2 separate regions of the Sus scrofa genome follow, and region 2 is linked to region 1. Evidence: chromatin contacts called from public Hi-C data. All regions are on one chromosome and are shown on one strand. Each heading gives the region's core, a stretch centred on a gene start, on an enhancer-like site or on the middle of the called end of the contact. The rest is flanking DNA. Distances are from core to core; before and after follow the strand shown.

Region 1 (3,422 bases), core at 147-2,646:
GTATTGCATGTTGGTTCATACCATACTATAAGCATTAGGGCAAGATCTCAAAAACAATGCACCCCTCACCAACTGTGGACCCTGAGTGTAGATACAAAATTGAAGTATATGTTACAAATCCGGTCACCATCAGAAACATTTAGTGATGACCAAGTGCTCACACTTTAACTGACCTTTCGATTTTTTTCTACCCAGCACCTCAAGTGCCCATATGCACACTTGTAATAGAATCAGAGCTGATACAAAGGCCTGCTTGTGTTTTCAGCAGTGGAGGCAGTGCTGGGCATACACTTGGAGTTTCTGAGTGAATTAAGAGAAATTTGTCCCGTCTGGTGAAAGCGGGAGACTCAGGGCACAGGCTTCCTAAAATTGGGGGCACTGTGTTAAATGATCAACAGTCCCCTCCCTTTCAGCATGTGACTGACCCAGGCCAGTGAACTGGGGCCCCACCTATACCATCTATATCCCTGTGAATCATGTATGTATTTATATTTATATAATGCATATAATCTAGACTTATAGTTTAGTTTACATATATAATGTAAACATTGCAGACTTTAAAGTAGGTATCACTGTGATGTACATTAAATAACACCTAGCAATCATAGCAATCCTGTCGTGGTCTGACCAGGCCTAACCATCGCTTTGCACAACATTGAATACTGGGTAAAGTTTGTATTCTCTTAAATACATTTTGTCAAAGGCCTCGCTGTCAGGGCTTTGAACTCCTGTAATTTTGTACCAGTCTTTTCAGGAGTAAAATTAATAATTTTAGTACATCATATCTGAAGACCACAAGATGTTCACCGCAATTTTCAGTCCTGGCCCAACTGTGCTCATCCTATTGTGGCAAGATGTACTTTTATTTAAAGTAACTTCTGAGAGTTTTCCTAAAACTCAAAGAACGCCTTTTGTTTTGACTAGAGAATAATGAATGCAAGAACCCCTGGGCAGTGGCAAGAAAACCCTAGTGGGATAGTTACAGAGTTTACGATTGTATGGCTCAGTGCACTAGGCACCACGCCCTGGTGTGTGATCTTACTAACCCCCAGGAGTAAACATTAATTTTTACCCCTTCTACACGTAAACAATCTGAACCTCCGAGGCGGTATTCGAACCCATCACACGAAAGCCCCAAAGTGCAGCTTAAGAGGCCAGGCACAAGGGTCTGGCACCCACTGCGCATGCTCCGAACCCGTGACCAATGGAAGCCCGGAGCGCGGAAGCGGAGGCGGGGCTGTGTTATTCTCCGAACCCTTGCAGCTTCAAAGAAGAGCTGGGAGGAGAATTTGACTATCGACCAATCAGAGCCCTGGATCCTGCTCTCCCCACCCCTGAGCCAATTACCGGCTCCGCTGCTTAGCGAGCTACTTCGAAATTAAGGAATAGAGGGGACGGTGAGAGTGGTTTAAGATGGCGGGTGTAAGAGCTGCTGAGGGCGCGACCAGCGTGAGCACACCCCCCTGAAGCGGCTGGGAGTCGGGAGGACGGTACAGGAATCTTGGGACAAGCAGGATGGCGACAGTCCTTTCTCCATTAGGGAATGAGGCAGCCGTTTTTTTCCTCCACCACAAACAAAATTGTTTCTTACAAGATGGCCACCCTCTCCGCAGTGGTACGATCCTGGGCAGACTGTTCCATTTTGCGTCCCCCCCCAACCCCCACCCCCGGCCCTCAGTAGTCCGTTCCAGGCTGCAGGAATGGATTACTCCTGGGCTCCCTGTCAAGGGTGTGGGCGGTCCCTGGTACTCAGAGACCGGAAAGTGGAAACTCCTAGAGTCATACAAATTCGGGTGTGGACCCTTCTGGTGTCACACAGGCTGGGAAATAGACACTTGGGGGTCACAGATCGTGGTAGAGAGGTAGGGAGTACCCATTTAGGGAGCGTTGGTGGTGACTTTGAGGTTGTGGGCAGTGTAGGGACTACGAGGGCACCTTTGGCTTCCGCCTGGTCCAAGGTTAGCAGCACCAGCCTAGAAGGGAAGGAGAAGGCTGGCTGGCACGGTGTTTTCCCCTGCAGGTGGAAGGAGGAGGGCATAAAACGTGGTGGGTGGGACTTCGAGTTTGGCAGGGAGGTCTCTAGGAGTATGTCCTGGCTTTGGAGGAGTCTTGGATGGTCCCAGAGAATGGATCTCTGAGTTGGGCTTTGCAGCAAGGAAACATAGAGAAAGGGCAGTGGGAAGGTCTCTGACCATCCGCCAATGATGGTTGGACCTGAACGTCTAATGGAGGACAGTGAGGAGAGGATTGGGACAGGGGTGACAATGCTAGGCTGAGGGAGGGATAGTTCATTTATCTCCAAGTTACTGGGCTACTTCATGAAAACACACACCGATGACTAATTATAACGTGTTATGTCCTCATCATTCGACTTGAATGAGTTTATTCAGTCTTCACAACAGTCTTAACTGCTATTATTATCTCCACTTTATGGATGAGAGAACTGAGGCACCTAGAGGTTAACAACTGGTAAGTGCCAGAGCCAGAGCCAAAGCTGGAGGCTTCATAATGGGTTCTATCTACTGAGCAATTCCCCCCCCCCTTTTTTTCTTGCTCTTTAGGGCCACATTCGAGGCATATGGAAGTTCCCAAGCTAGGAGTCCAATTGGAGCTGTAGCTGCTGGCCTTTGCCACAGCCACAGCAATGTGCAATCTGAGCATCAGTTGCAACCTACACCACAGCTCAAGGCAACACTGGATCCTTAACCCACTGAGTGAGGCCAGGGATCCAACCTGCATCCTCATGGATACTACTTGGGTTCATGCCCGCTTCGCCACAATGGGAACCCCTCCACTGAGCAATTCTAATGTCCACAGGTGTCTCTGCTTTTCTGTGCATGCCCTTTCCTCGCTCCACCCCCACCAGGACTAGAAATCAGCCCATCTCCTGAGGGTCCCTAAAGTGCCTATTTGCCCATAGCATCAGTGGACAGTGTAGACACTTCTGTGGGAGGGGCTGGCCCCTGCACACTAAGCTGTTTTCCTTGTCCCATTTCCCAGGCAGGGGATTGAAGGGAGGACAAAGGAGCCTAATGGAAAGAGGGCACTGAATCACAGCATAAATACCTGGACTGTATAGTGATTATTCAACAAATATTGATTGAGCCTCTGTATGCGGTGTCTCGTGCTAGGTGGTAGGGAGCTGGCAAGAAGTTCCCGCTGTGGCACAATGGGATCCAAGGTGTCTTGGGAGCACCAGGACACAGGTTCGATACCCAGCCCAGTTCAGTGGGTTAAGGATCTGGTGTTGCTGCAGCTGTGGCTTAGGTTGTGACTTCGGCTCAGATCTGATCCCAGGCCCCCGGGAACTCCATGTGCCACACAGGGTGGCCAAAAAAAAAAAAAAAAGGCAGAGGTCTAGTTCCTGCCTGCCCTGGGAAATCCTGGTAGGCAGACTTTGTTTATCACAATGATTGGGGTAC
Region 2 (2,966 bases), core at 339-2,838, 2.5 Mb after region 1:
CAGAACAAATGTGAAATATACAAAGATCTTGGATTTTGGGAAAATATCAGTTCAGTTTGAGTCATCTCACATCTGTATATTATTTTCTGCCTTTTTGAGTCTCTCTAGTCATTCTGAAAGCAAGCAGCATGTGTGTTGTTGGGTAGGATCCCAGTAATTGCCCTTTGCACTTTATGGTTTGCATATTGAACAAACCTGGCTCAGAAAAGTCCAGTGACCTGAGCAGGCTCACACAGCTAGTAGACACTGGCTCACCCTCCATCCCACGAATTGAAGCCCAGCCCAGGAAGGGACCAGGGCAAACATTCTGAATCCGGGCTTGCCATGGCTCAGAATTGCAAGTGCCTGATTGTCTTGGCCACTCCAGCGGGCACCAGAAAGGCCTCAGGGGTAGGGCGTTTGTGCCTCTCACAATGAAGGGGCCTGACGGCCGGAGCAGGGAGTGGACCCCAATGAGCAATTCCCATATCTGGATGGACCCACAGAGCAGGAGGGCGGGGAGTGGGAGGGGGCGGGGCGGAGGAAGAGCTGGGACCTCTATCTGTTTCCTCCTAAATTGAGAGCATGAGCTTAAGTCTCAGGGAACACTAACCTTGTCTGTTTGGGACAGATGTTGACAGGGCAGGAGGTGGGATAGATCTGTTGCTTAAACTGATAAAAGGAGGGTGCTTCAGTCCCTGGGCCAGCGCCGGTGGATCGTGGGTTTTAGGGTCTGGAAGACCCAGGACAGGACCACATTTTGCTTTCTCTGTTTACTGGCTTTGTGGCTTTGTCTAGTTCATGCAATATGTTTGTACCTCAGCGTCTTTATCTGTAAAATGGAGATGCTGACATCCACCTCCCAGGGCTGCTGTAAGAAGAAAACAAGCCCCAGCATAGATCGTGCTGTGAAGTACAAACTGTGCCCTTCCCTCCCCTCCTCCCCACCTCCCCACCTTCCCACCTCCACACACAAAATAAATAGCTGGAGCTGCACAAAGGGCAGGAAAGAAGCTAATGTTTATGAGTCTGGGATCTGTTGAGGAGGGGGGTGGAAATCATGGAGTCACGTGGCAGGCACAGACTCTACCTCTAATAATGTATCCTCTGGCCGTTCCTTTTCCTGGGTCCCTAAGTGGATGTGCTTATTTTTAGCCCGAGCCAAACACTTGTAGCAGTTAGAGCCCCCCTACAGAGACCTCCTTAATAGTGACCTAAGTGCTGCTAGACTAGGGGGTGGAGATGCATGCCGACCTGACAGGAGGGGCCGTGCGAGGGGAGGGATAGAACAGAGACGCATTGCGGAAAAGGTAGGGGGCCAGTGTGTGGGGCAAGGGGTGGGATCTAGAGGCACTGCGAATCTGTTTGGGGGAGGGGATATAGAGAAAGGGGAGGGATCGCTGTATACTGTCGACCTGGTTGGTGGTGGGGTGGTGTGTTGGCAAAGGGGCGGGATTGCCTCCCACTGCACATGCGCACCTTAGTCTTCAGGACGAAGCTTTTGTTGGGAAAGCAGGCGGGACTCTTATTTGGTCGGTCAGTTCTTGCGCATGCGTACAACCATCTGAGGCGGTGGGTGGTATATTAGGCGAAGAGGCGGGGTCGTCCTAGCTGCCGCGCTGGCATTTTCTCCTGGACAAGGAGAGGGTGCGGCTGCTGAGAGCCGAGCACTGCAATCCCGATCCTCTGAGTCGTGAAGAAGGGAGGCAACGAGGGGGTTGGGGTTGGGGCCTGAGGCAAGGTGAGAATTAGCCCCCAGACAGGGCATCTGCCCCCTGGTGCGGGCCCCCCATTTTTCATCCCAATCCCTTTACCCCGGATTCTGATCCTTCTTCCACTCCCCGAACCCTAATTCACACCCCTCACCCGATCCTCCCTTATTCAGAATCCCTGTTTGCTCTCTGAGCCCCTCCCATCGTTCAGAATTTACAGATTTCTCGACCTCAATCTGTACTGTTATATGATTCCTCCTGATTCGGAAACTCCATTCAGTTTCCCATATGCGAATCCCAGTGCTATCCGCCTGGATTCAGAACTCTTAAATCGGTTTTCCAAACCCCGATTTGAAGCTTCTCCCCGTCGTAGCTTCTAGGGATTCAGAACATCCATCCGGACACCCATTCACTTTTCCCACTCCGATCTGGCCCGTTCCCCTCACATTCAGCACCTCATCCGCCCCCACAATCAAACCTCAAACACCACCGTCTCCCCACATTCATTCCTTCCCATTTACCCTCTGTAGTGTAACGCCTAACTCCTCCCCCACACCCCCCTCCCCAGGCTCTGCTCTTGCCAGAGGGACAAGAACCATGGCTCAGAAAATGGACTGTGGTGCGGGCCTCCTCGGCTTCCAGGTGAGATCTCCACTCCCCACCCCACCATTTCCCCAGCCGACAGTTTCCCCCTTCCCGGGCCCCTTTGGCTATCCAAACGCCTGGATCAGATTGTGCCTTCTTGGTGCCTGGATTCCTTCATTTTTCAAATTCCCATGGTTTATGGGGGAGGGGGCGTCCCTTTCAGCCATCAGTCCCTGCTCAGAGAAAGGGGAGACCCTGTTAGTAGTCAGGGCAATCTGCCCAGAGAATGCGGGTTGGGTAAGGAACCATTTTTTTCCATAGTCCTGATGCTTGTAGAGCTCTTTGCCGCCCCCTCCCCCAGCCTCCTCCACCCTCCCTTCCTCCTGCATTCCCCACCCCTTGCGACCCCCTTATTCTCCTCAACTCCTCCAGGCGGCACTCTTGCTCCACCTCCTCCTGCTCCTGAGCTCCTACCTCACACTGCAATGTTCTGCTCTAACCTCACTCCCAGATCAGCACCTGCCTTCCACTTTGCCCCCCTCACCTCATCGCCGCCCGCCCCATGTTTAACCTCTGCCCCACTCAGCCCCTCTCACACGTTCTGTTATCACTTCATTCCTCTCAGGCCTCTAGATCTCTGCCTCAGCCTTCCTCTCTTTGCACCAGCCGCCCCCCCTGCACCTCCTCTGA

The links. Hi-C and Micro-C count contacts between places; a contact is called where the count stands out from the background.
Region 2: a contact with region 1 is called in a Hi-C map of liver, with 10 times the contacts expected there. The contact joins the promoter of MAGED1 here to the promoter of WAS in region 1. A contact is called at or near these places in 1 of 5 promoter capture datasets (liver) and 1 of 47 Hi-C or Micro-C datasets (liver).

The regions. Positions count from the first base shown.
Region 1 is chrX:42,773,201-42,776,622 of Sscrofa11.1, forward strand. WAS (wiskott-Aldrich syndrome protein) reads left to right here and starts at 1,397. Exons shown (of 13, transcript XM_021080063.1): 1 at 1,397-1,615.
Region 2 is chrX:45,320,951-45,323,916 of Sscrofa11.1, forward strand. It overlaps MAGED1 (MAGE family member D1), which reads left to right and starts at 1,589. Exons shown (of 13, transcript NM_001001860.1): 1 at 1,589-1,720; 2 at 2,260-2,333. The coding sequence starts at 2,289.